Linked DNA regions of Sus scrofa: region 1 is linked to region 2. Evidence: chromatin contacts called from public Hi-C data. All regions are on one chromosome and are shown on one strand. The core of a region is the stretch at or near the end of the contact, and the rest is flanking DNA. Distances in the headings are between cores, read along the strand shown. Region 1 overlaps FBXL17 (F-box/LRR-repeat protein 17). Region 2 overlaps FBXL17 (F-box/LRR-repeat protein 17).

What was found. A called contact is a pair of places that touch in the nucleus more often than the background predicts.
Region 1: a contact with region 2 is called in a Hi-C map of skeletal muscle, with 2.7 times the contacts expected there. The contact joins two enhancer-like sites. A contact is called at or near these places in 1 of 5 promoter capture datasets (liver) and 3 of 47 Hi-C or Micro-C datasets (liver and skeletal muscle).

The regions. Positions count from the first base shown.
Region 1 is chr2:113,123,121-113,129,428 of Sscrofa11.1, forward strand. All of the region lies in intron 8 of FBXL17 (F-box/LRR-repeat protein 17), which reads right to left. Among named protein-coding and RNA genes, the nearest start is that of EFNA5, 300 kb to the left of the region's middle. Within about 2 kb of position 4,026, at least 1 of the 83 cell types and tissues checked has an H3K27ac peak or open chromatin away from gene starts, as enhancers often do. A contact at or near this core is called in skeletal muscle, where this site is marked.
Region 2 is chr2:113,041,240-113,047,285 of Sscrofa11.1, forward strand. The region is part of intron 8 of FBXL17 (F-box/LRR-repeat protein 17); the gene reads right to left. Among named protein-coding and RNA genes, the nearest start is that of EFNA5, 220 kb to the left of the region's middle. Within about 2 kb of position 3,357, at least 1 of the 83 cell types and tissues checked has an H3K27ac peak or open chromatin away from gene starts, as enhancers often do. A contact at or near this core is called in skeletal muscle, where this site is marked.

The DNA.
Region 1 (6,308 bases), core at 2,776-5,275, 83 kb after region 2:
CTCCATTTTAATGATAAAGAGAATACTCTGATAGTGCTTAATTCGTCATGGATGTATTAGGTGAAATTGAATTGATGCTGATATCTGAGAGAATTATTTTCTAAACCCTTTAGCTCTTTTTTGTACAAATATTAGCTAAAATGAAACACTGCTGGATCTATTTTTTGTACATATATGTTTGAAATGAACAAAAATCTACTAATGATAAATTTCAATCACCAACACAAACTTGTGTATAATCATGTTTACTTTAATGCACAGTGCCAATTTTAATATATTCCTTTCTTTCTAAAAGAAAAATAATTTAAAAATTTAAGATCAAATGACAAAAAATCCAAATGTCTTCTTCATTATATATGCTGTATATAATATAGCTACAACATCCTGAATTCTCTGATAAATCTGGAACCAAGTAATTTTATATCCAAGAGTCTAGCAAGATATCACCTTTCAAATCATTACCACTTTTTTCTACTGCAGAAATAGATTAATCTGAGAACTTACTGGTCAAACACTTTTCCTCCGCTTTTGCAACTTAAAATTTTTTTCAATCATTTCCCCTTGAAGATGTCATACAGGGTGCTAACGCTTTCATAAGCACAATCAACACTTTTAGAGCACTGAAAAATTGATATGAGTTGAATATATAGGCTGCTACAAATAGTCCTTTTCTAAGTAGTTTAGTTTTAGGAGTAGTATTCTAGCAGAGAATCAAAGAAATGATCTTAAAAAAATAGAGCAATGCATTTAAATTAAAGATCACGTACCATACATGAATGAAATATCACACACACACACAAATGTAGTACCATTGATACAGATTAAATTTGGGTGTTAAGTCTTTAAATGTAAAAATTTTGCTTAAGTGGATTAAAAGAATAAAATTTCTCAACTCAACTTTATAGTACTCAAATATGGTGCTATATTTGAATTTTTTGATCCATTAATTGAATGTAAAAATGAAAAACAGCTTGATGACATGCTCTTTTGTCTCATGTAATGTAGGTAACTGCTCAGCTGAAATTTAAGCCCAAGCTAAATTTTCTCTTAGAAAGCAATAAAATCTGAAAAAGAAAGAATTTTGTGCAAAGAAGTCAACTCTTGACTGTACTTAATAATAAAGAGAATAAACTCAAATGGCTATTTAACTTTATATCCTGTCTATCTGATCCATAGGGGTGTTGTCATCTGAACATCTAAATAAGAGTGTATTTGATGAATGTGGAGTTTATAAAATTTCTAGATAAATAATAAGGACATGCTGTGACTCCCTGAATTAAGTTCACAAGTTCTCCCAGCTGAAACTCTTCGTGGATCTCTACTCAAAAAGGACCACCATGCTGGCTCTAAGAGAAAGCTTCAAAGTTCCTTTCTGTTCTTCTCCTAACCCCTCTTCCTTTCTCTCCAGGGGAGAGGAGTGTGATTCTGACACTGGATTCCAAGATCATAATTAAGCAGAATGTCTTAAGGATGAAACTTTCTAAAGAGACATGAGCTTTTCATTACCGTCTGTGGTGGTTGCTTTCTCCATGCAACCTTCCATGAGGTTCCACTCAGCACCCTCCCTACTATCCCTTTTCCTTCCACATGGGCAGCCAGAACTGGAGCTATTGCCCCAGGGACAAAAAATGTGCCAGAGTACAGATGGATGTGTCTTTTTGTTTCAGGGGGGTTACCAATTCTAAGATTGGTATCTGGGGGCAGAAAGCTACTCGGTCCTTCCATCAAGACAAAAGGATAATTGCAGGTATTATTTTTTAGTCAGAGTTCTCTCTGATTTAAAAAAAAAAGTTAGGTTTGGGGTCAAAGATGGTCATTCATGTATTCACTAATTAATTATTAGGTGAGTAACAAATAAGGGTGAAAACTCTGGAGTTAGTTCTTATAACTTTGAATTTAAGCTCCATCATAGAACCTGCATAACTTTGGGCAAGTTATTTAATTTCTTGGAGTCTTAGTTTGTCTCATCTGCAATATGAGAATAATAACAATAATAACTCCTATTAGAACTGTTGTGAGAATTAAGGTAATAAATGTGGAAACCCTCAAACGGGCCTCACACAAGTGCTCAATAAATATTATTGATAACTTCTTAGTATAAGAAATATAAATAATACTGTCTTGCTTAAGCAGCAGCTAAGCAAAGGAGGACACAGACAAACACGAAAGAAAAGGTCCTTGCCAGGGAAGCTGACTGATGGTATTGTGCAGTTGTCTCTCTTAGGGACTGTAGGGATCTGTCTGTGTAAGTAAGATTCCTAAGGTGCAGTACCATCTTACTAACAACCTAATTTTATGCTGATAATAAACATCAACTCCAGAATGAAGCAAGACCAAATGTGAGGCTAACTGGCTAAAATCTTGCTTCTATTGGAAGAAGCCCAATTTTTTAATGAGATTTTTATTTTTTCCATTATAGCTGGTTTACAGTATTCTGTCAATTTTCTATTATACAGCAAGGTGATCCTGTAACACATACATGCACACATTTTTTTTCTCACATTATCATGCTCCATCATAAGTGACTAGATATAGTTCACAGTGCTTTACAGCAGGATCTCATTGCTTATCCATTCCAAAGGCAATAGTTTGCATCTATTAACCTCAAATTCCCAGTCCATCCCATTCCCTCTCCCACCCACTTGGCAACCACAGTTCTGTTCTTCATGTCCATGGGTTTGTTTTCTGTGGAAAGGTTCAGTTGTGCCGTATATTAGACTCCAGATATAACTGATGTTATATGGTATTTGTCTTTCTCTTTCTGACTTACTTCACGTATTATGAGAGTCTCCAGTTCCATCCATGTTGCTGCAAATGGCATTATTTTGTTCTTTTTTATGGCTAGTAGTATTCCATCGTGTATATATACCACATAAAGAAGCCCAATTTTAAACTTCAATGCTGCCTTACTAACGAAAGATTTTAAGAAGTGGTAGTATTAATAGGCATGTGAAAGAAGATGAATTAAAATGTACATGACTGGGAGTTCCCGTTGTGGCGCAGTGGTTAACGAATCCGACTAGGAACCATGAGGTTGCGGGTTCGGTCCCTGCCCTTGCTCAGTGGGTTAGCGATCCGGCGTTGCCCTGAGCTGTGGTGTAGATTGCAGACGCGGCTCAGATCCCGCGTTGCTGTGGCTCTGGCGTAGGCCAGTGGCTACAGCTCCGATTCGACCCCTAGCCTGGGAACCTCCATATGCCGCGGGAGCGGCCCAAGAAATAGCAACAACAGCAACAACAACAACAATAACAACAAAAAAAGACAAAAAAAAAAAATGTACATGACTGTAAATAACTGAAGCCCAAAACACAAAGAACATCAGCCTTTCCTTTTGGCTCCTTGTGTCCATCTTCAAAGGTGGGGGCTTGTTTTCTAAAAGCCTATGTCTGATTTGTCTGATAGGACTACACAGCTTCTGAAAGTAAAGACAAGACTGTGAAAGGCTGGGTTCAAGAAACAAGGCTGAGGCTGAAGAGTGTGTAGTCCTAGAGGTCTAGGGAGTGTCATGGAAAGCCAATATCATACACATAGAAGATGTCTATGTTTTTAAATCTACATTATTTTTTTTAATTTGAAAGAGGATAGTGTTCTCTGGAGCAGTGATACCTAAACCTAACTCATCATAAAACTCACCAGCAAAACACCAAGTAACATTAACAAAAAGCTACAGAGCTCTGCCTGCCACCCTCATCCCCTCACCGAACCCCTGCCAAGGGTCAGCTTTTAGTAGGTCTGATGTAGGGATGGTAATTTGTACTCCCTTTTCCCCACAAAGCTACCTGGAAATTTTGATGGCAGTACCAGGATTGGATGCACTCAGCTTAGTCTGATCTTTAGATCATCAAGTCCCCACTTGCCACAGCCACCCTGATTTCATTCTTCTGGGGTGGCACCTGGAACTGGTATTTTACAATGCACACCCAAGCGATCCTAAATACAGTCAGACTATGTACCCTGAGCCCCAGTCAATGCTTTCCTGCTGAGCATTTTATTGCTAAACTGGAAGTGATGTCTGTGCATCAAAGCCAAGACCACATGTCATTGTCATTACTGGAAGATGTTACCTGAGCCCTTACTCTGCGTAAGCTACAGCACTGACTGAAGACACAAATATAACTTGTTACATCCTAATCAAGGATGAAGCCAAGTTACAGATAAGATTACAAATTAAACCCCAGGCCATCAGCCGTGCTATGTAACCTTCATCCACTTTCCTTCATCCACGTCCCCCTGAAGGTTGCTCTTTCAGATCTAAGTTTCTCTTACTACTTTGTCTCTTTCCGGTTTTGGTATTTAGATACTGCTTATGCTGGGAGAAAAACAATCCTGCATGGTTTATCCATTATTTTACAATATCCTGTCATCGGCTTGGAAAATGAGGAGTCATGTAATTTGTTTTCAGGGGTTCGTTCTATAAAACACACTTTAACATATCATTCCATTGCTTAGGGTAGGGAGATTTAATCATAGTATTTAATGAAATAAAAACTAAATCAGAATTTCTTCCAAATGAAGTGAGAGAAGTGATGAAGTATGACTACAACTGTTCATATCTAAAAATACTGCGATAAAAATTATATACACACAAAATGACTTTTAAAAATATAAAACTGAGGCAGGCAGGTATATGACCACATAATGCTGGGATTTTCCTTACGACAAATAAGAACTAGGAGGAACTTGGTACAAACCATCTCTCTTTATGCAGTTTAATGATTAACAGACCTAGTCAGACTAGGAAGAAATTAACTCTCGATTATGAAAATATAACATATCACAAATACCCTGCACTAAAATGAAAAGTATAATACTCAAGAGAGAGCACAGTGAAATCTTCTATTATAGCACATCAGACAAGAATACTTTGTCTCCTTGAGACTGAAACTAGAATCCAAAAACTGACAGCCTTGGGAAAGATGCATCAACAGAGCTCTGACTCTTCCAATTTCTATTATTATTTTTTTTAATGTTAAAAACCTTGCCATAATTAAGCAGATTTTGAAACAGGAAGAATTACTCATGTCAGTTCTAAGAGTGCTTTGGGGAGAAATTTTTTTAAATTTTTATTATGGAAAATTTTCAACAAACACAAAAGTAAATATATATATATGTATATATATATGATAATCTTCCATGTATCTATTACCTAGCTTCAACAATCAATGCATAGGCAAAATTGTTTCATTTAGACCCCTACCTATACCCCCGGTCTAAAGTGCACACACTGACTGGACTGTTTTATTAAAGCAAATGCCAAACAGCATGACATATCACTGGGGGTGGAGGTTGGGGTTGGCATTTCATCAAGTTATTAGCCAGCACCTGAATAATTGGGATTTTGTTTTCTTTTTTCAAAGCATAGTTCTTGTACATTTTTTCATTCCTAACATTTTTTTTCTTTTATGTTTTAATTCTTTTATAAACTTGCCTGGACAAAAAAAGCTTCTTTTAGACTGGCATGGCAAGGTGGTCGTTGACCATTCTTTATCCATGGGTATTTCTGATATATACTCTGGAGCTCTATCATACAGATCATCAGGTAAGAAATTACAGAGATACAGGGGTTTACTAAACCCCCATTTGTAGACATGTTCTAAACAAAGCTATTAAACGTGTAATTTTTCTGACATTTTGATGTATCAGGAAAGTTCAATGTCAGTGCAGCCTCCACTTTTACATACATTTGACAAAGTAATAAACAGTGTAGGCAGATGCTTTTCACATATCTAAAAGTCAAGGCCTGAATAAACAGGAACGTTTCTTATATTTTCCTTTAACTATTTAATCAAATATATATTTTTAATATATATATTTTCATAGGATGTTCCATTTTTACATGTAATATCTTCTTTTAATATAATGCTTGTGATAAAAAAGTGGGTAGGTATTACTGTTCTTCCAGGAATCTTCCTTTAAATTGTACTTCTTTGTACTGTGGCATTATCCTAAATAGTTAAGTTATGGCAATGTTAAAACAAAATGTGGTGGTACACCAAAATTTATTTATTTATTTGTTTGTTTGTCTGTTTATTTTGTCTTTTGTCTTTTTTTTTTAGGGCCGCACACGCCGCATATGGAGGTTCCCAGGCTAGGGGTCCAATCAGAGCTGTAGCTGCTGGCCTACACCACAGCCACAGCAACACGGGATCTGAGCTGTGTCTGCAACCTACACCACAGCTCAAGGCAACGCTGGATCCTCAACCCACTGAGCAATGCCAGGGATCAAACCGCATTCTCAAGGATACTAGTTGGGTTCATTAACCACTGAGCCATGATGGGAACTCCAACACCAAAATTTATATCTGATA
Region 2 (6,046 bases), core at 2,107-4,606:
TAATTTTGAAAAATAATTAAGGGATATAAATCTACTAGATTTACTGTCAAATACTGAATTATAATATAAAGTTACAGTATCTAAAACAGCAAAGTATTGGTGACAGAATAGAGAACAGAATAGAAGAGATTCCAGAAATAGGCTTATAAATACATGCTAACTTCTGTCTATGAGAGAAGAGCCATATCAAATTAGAGGAGAAAAGATGTTAATAACTGATAGACAACATACCATAATTAAATAAAAACATGCAGATCACAACCTCACATGTAAAAATATAAATTCCAGGTCTTAGAAACCTAAACTAAAAAAAGAAAACCAAAATAATGACAATATTATAAGATATCTTTTTGATTTTGTGTTGAGAAGGGTTTACTTAATAATAGGGAACAACAACAACAACAAAAACCAATAGAAAATGGTGTTCACTCTGTGTCAGGACTTTGCATGTATTAACTCACATACCTCACAATCACCTATGAGGAAGATACTACTATTAGTCTCATTTTACAGCTGAGGAAATGAAGGCATCAAGAGGTTATGTAAATCATCTAAGATCTCAAGGTCAGTAAATGGCAGAGTTGGAATTCAAATCTCTGGACTCAAGGCCTAAAAAATACATTAAAGAGCAGATTTATAAATGTGGCCCTGTAAAATTCAACCTCTTTAAAGACAAAGATATTTTAAGCTAAGGTAAATAAGTAGCAGATGAAGAGAAACTATTTGCAACATGTGACAAAGAATTAGTATCAAGAACATTTTTTTAAATCTGACTGAAGTCTATAAAAATAGAAAAATGAACAATAGCTACAAATAATTTAGAGATGAAGTCAAATCGGCTAATAAATACATAAAAATATTCATCTTCACTATGAATTGAGAAAATTCAAATGAAAATGTCATTTAAAGGATGTTTCTTATCAGACAGAAGAGCAAATAAAAAGGTTTGATAATACAAGGTGTAGGGAATAATTAGGAAAATGAGCACTCTTACACTGCTGAGAGAATTATACATCTCTGTGCCCATTCTTGAGGACAATTTGGAGATACCAATTAAACTAAAAATGAGCATTACTCAAGATCCAGATGTTTATGCTGGATCATAAATGCTCACTTTATGGAGTATTTACTGTGTGCCTATGTGCTGAGTCTGTAACTCAGCACCTTAAATATATTAACTAATCTAATCCTCATAATAATTCTATGATGAGGAGAATGACGTTTAGATTGTTTAGGTAACTCATCCAAGGTCCCTTAGCTAAAGTAAGTCAAGACCTGGAATCTAACTAGCAAAATATATTGCTTCTATGAACATAGGGAGATCCACTGAGGAATTTTTAACGGTGAAAAATGAAAAAGAGCTTAGGGGAAGAGATGAATATGACATGTCATATTCCTTTCATGAGATTCATAAAGTAGTTAAAGAATGAGCTAGACCTATATATATTGATACAGATGAATCTCAAAAGAATGTTGTTAACATTGAAGTCATGTACATATGAATATGCACAACAGTGGCCTGAAAGAAGTACACTTGTCATGGTGTTTTCCACTAGGGAAGAAAAATGAAAGCCAAAAGGAATTTCAGTTTTATCTGTAACATTATACACATTTTTAAAGAACAAAGTATTCACATATCATTAGTACAGTTAAGATGTAATGATAAAGAGAGTTCACAACTTGGTGCCCAAAAGACTTGGGTTCAGATTTTAAGGTTGCCATTTATTTTCTTATTTGGCTAAGGAATCAAATGTAAAGAGGTGTGATTTAAGGACTCTGGAAAGACTTCAGGTTTGGTGTCTAGGTGGGTGCTTAGGGACCCTTTGTCTTCTTTTTCTTTTTTTGTATTTTTGTCCTTTTAGGGCCATACCCATGGCATATGGAGGTTCCCAGGCTAGGGGTCTAATCAGATTTGCAGCTGCTGGGCTACGCCAGAGCCACAGCAACACCAGATCTGAGCTGCGTCTGCAACCTACACCACAGCTCACAGCAACACTGGATCCTTAACCCACTGAGCAAGGCCAGGGATCGAAGCTGCAACCTCAGGGTTCCTAGTCAGATTCGTTTCCACTCTGCCACAATGGGAACTCCTAGGGACCCTTTCTGAGAGAGTTTCAGTAACTTGACCAGAGTAGGAAATACCTATCATAAGATTTTAAGTAGTTTGGGAGTTCCTTTGTGGTGCAGTGGGTTAAGGATCTGGTGTTGTCACTGTAGCAGCCTGGGCTGCTGCTGCGGCATGGGTCCCATGCCTGACTCGGGAACTTCCACATGAAAAAAAAAAAGATTGTAAGTGCTTTAAAAGAGGAGGCCATATTTTGTATCATGACAGTAATTAGCTTTTCATGCAATATGCTCACAATAAATACTTACTGCATTATTAGAGACTTTAGGAGGATATGTGTTTGTGTGAGAGCATGAGGGTTGGAGTTTTAGGAAGCTGAGATGGACTATGGTATTGACTATCAGGACAGTTGCCACGAAGGAGAAAGAGAAGGCTATTTGTGTGGAACTGAGAGACTGAAGAGAGGTTCAGTTTGCTGCCTCTGATATATTCTGAGTAGGCAGAGGGGGAGGTGTAGAAATGGGCATCAAGTCTTGGAGTAGGATGGAGGAGATGGATGAGAGAAGCAGTGTGCAGGCTGTTGGGTTAGAGAAGTGACATTTTCTTCTGGGCAAGGAGCAAAGGACAGGAAGATCTGTAAAAGAGTTGGTGGTGATACTGACAATGGTGATGATCACAATGATGATGGTGTCACCCTGTAAATTTCCTTGATCCTCTTGGAACACTACTTGGGGTACAAAAGATGTAGCGCTTCCCTGAGAATCTCTGATCCTTTAGTGAAGCAGATCCACTAACTCTTTACCATACCACATCCTGGAGACTAGGGGTGCAGTCAGGAGGGATGAAACGCCACATTCTTTTTTTTTTTTTTTTTTTTGGTCTTTTGTCTTTTTAGGGCCGCACCCATGGCATATGGAAGTTCCCAGGCTAGGGGTGCAATCAGAGCTATAGCTGCCAGTCTACACCACAGCCATGGCAATGTGCGATCTGAGCTATGTCTGTGGCCTACACCACAGCTCATGGCAATGCCTGATCCTTAACCTACTGAGCAAGGCCAGGGATCAAACCTACATCCTCATGGATACTAGTCAGGTTTGTTAACCACTGAGTCACGAAGGGAACTCCAAAAGACCTCATTCTAATCCTTAGCCTTTTCTCACTTTGTCTAAGGACAGCATTCAGGGCTTAGCTTTACAAACTCAGCATGGGAGGATCCTATTTCCTAAGGGCAGTGGTATCACTGCTCATTCCGCAAACACTGACAGTGTGGGTAGAAATTCAAAACCAATTTAGGGCCAAGTGAGGGCAATTTTAGGACTGTTAAAAATAGCAAAAGAGCATGTGCCGTACAACTGAAATGGATGTATTTGGATAAGCGTACATAAATTAAAAGTAAGAATACAGGGAAAGAATTCAGATTTCATTCTAAGGTTTCTTTCTTTCTTTCTTTCTTTCTTTCTTTCTTTCTTTCTTTCTTTCTTTCTTTCTTTCTTTCATCATGGCATGAGTATAAAGTGCAACCGTGAGTCCACTATTTGAAAGTTCAGCCTTCTACAGGAATGTCATTATAAAGTTAGTAGAAAATCTAAATGTAAAACCAGTAAAATGTTTATCAAATCTAGCTCTTTTCTAAGCCCTACAAGTAGTTCACTGAAACCAGACAGCATTTAAAATCACAGAGTATAACCCAATTTAATGTAGAATGATGGGGTAGTGGGGTCACTAGGGAAGATTCCACACACATGCTGATTACAATCCTCTTTTGAAAAGTGAATTTGTTTTCAAAATGTATTAAGGATTAACACGCTGAAGTAAGGTTGCAATAGTAATACTAGAAATACCCAAACAATGGGATTGGATGACCTCTCTGCTGAGAGATGAAGGGGATAAATAAATTTCTCCCAACTGGGTACAAAAGGCGTAATTCTTAGATTAAGCTTAGGGACCTAAGTCTGCACCCTTTTTTAAGGACACAGTTCCAGAGGATAATTTTCTGGCTGCTTCCTAATTATTCACCATCCTTCCCTTGTTCCAAAAATGCTCAGATTTTCCTTCAAGAATCAACCAATCCCTAAATTCTTAGCTGTACTGAGTTTGGATTGAACCCATCTTCAATCCTGGAGTTAGGCTTTGAAGAACTTAACCACACCTATGCATTCCATCCCTGTGGCCACAGTGATAAGTGGACATTTGATACATGCCAGTCCCACCAGAGTAAACCCCAGGACATGGCTGGGAATACGGGGACACAGATTCTTTCATTCCTTGGATGGTAATGACAAGGTATTGGGTCTATAACTACTATAACCCTTTTTGCTGTCACAAGGAGACTCTGCCTAAGGACAATACCAATAGGCTAAGGGAGGCAAAAAGGAAAGAACTGCAGGAAAACAGAACAGGAGCCTGGGAGCACAAACTATTGGTCCAAACCTCACAGGTAACTAGAACTAGCTCTTCAAGTCTCTGAGACAAATAAATCCACCCCTCCTTTTTTGTTTAAATCAGCTGAATTGGTGTTCTTATTAATTGCAACTGAAAGGTTCATAACTGACAATATTCCATTCGTGTGATTAATGGTTTTTAAAATAAATATGAATAGAAGACTGAACTACATTTCAGTCTTTGATGGAGAGGCTAATAAACTATCTTTTGAGTAGAGGAAAACTAGTTTCTTACTATAATTGAAATTTTAAAATATATTATTTGCTTAGACCCAAGCATCCCTTCATTATTTTTGGAACTTCCTAAAATTTATGCCATATGGAATCTGGAGGGGGGATGTTTGAATTCTAAATGAAGAGTCTCAACCATTACAAGCTGCATAAAACATAAGTAAAACATTTTTGCCAATTTTTTTTTATTTGTATACCCTATTTTAGATCTGGGAATCTGACACTAAAAATGGTCTCAGATTTAATGTTGATTGGTATTCAATGCCAACAATAAAAAAAGAACCCTAGTTAATATGTCTTTGGTGTTTTTATTTTAGAGAACTGCTATTTCATAAGAGCGGTTTCCCAGATTGAGTAGGGGCTGGGGTGGGGGGATGGTTTATTCTTTTCATGTGAAGAAAAATTTCCACCAATAGTCTGGAAAAATATGCAACAGTCTTTTCTGCAAGAACTTATGAAAGTAATGAGATTTTTTTCCCCCTTAGCTTCTAAGAAATTTACAGTGAGCCACATTGTTCTTGCGTAATCTAGTCTTGGGACATATAATTTTAGAACCCAAATGTACCTTTCTGCATGTAAAAATAAAAGTAATTTTGGTGCTTATAATAAATCAATAGTTAAACAGGAGAGCTGTGCTTACTCTAGCCTTGTCTGCTGCCTTGTTCAATGGCTAGAACCAAATACCTTAATCCAAACTTGACTTCCCAACATTTCATCATTATTGCGCATTCTCGCTGTCTCCCATCTGTGTTCAATCAGACTGACATCTATTGCTTCAGAGAACTTTACACATCTGCCAGCAGACAAAGGACGCTTGGTGCCAGATATCCATGCTCACCCATAGGTACCTCTGGACTTTGCACCTCTTTTTTTGCAGGTATTTTCTCTCAGTATACAAAAGCTTTCTTCCCTCGTACAGTAGATTTTTCTCCCTGTGGTGGCACAGTCCAATAAGAGCCTAAGCTGGTTGCTTAAAGATCGTCTGTGTAGAGCAGACCTCACCTATGCCCCACTGGGTGGTGGAAATGGTGCGGTAAACACTGAGTCCAGATCCCAGTATTATGTCCATATTTATTCAATAAAGACTAGGTGGTTTGGGACTATAATAATCAATCTCTTGTTTTCACAAGGTTTTATAAAATGTAAGACCACCTAAACATGTTTTAAGGTCAGTACTTTTAAAGTAGAAAACAAAATGTACCACACATACTGGGAAGGCTCTCAGTCGTGGCTCGTCGCTCTGAGAACTCCATCTGACCCACATCCTAGGCGAGCATAGGGATGCACAGGGTTATCCTATTTATTTCAG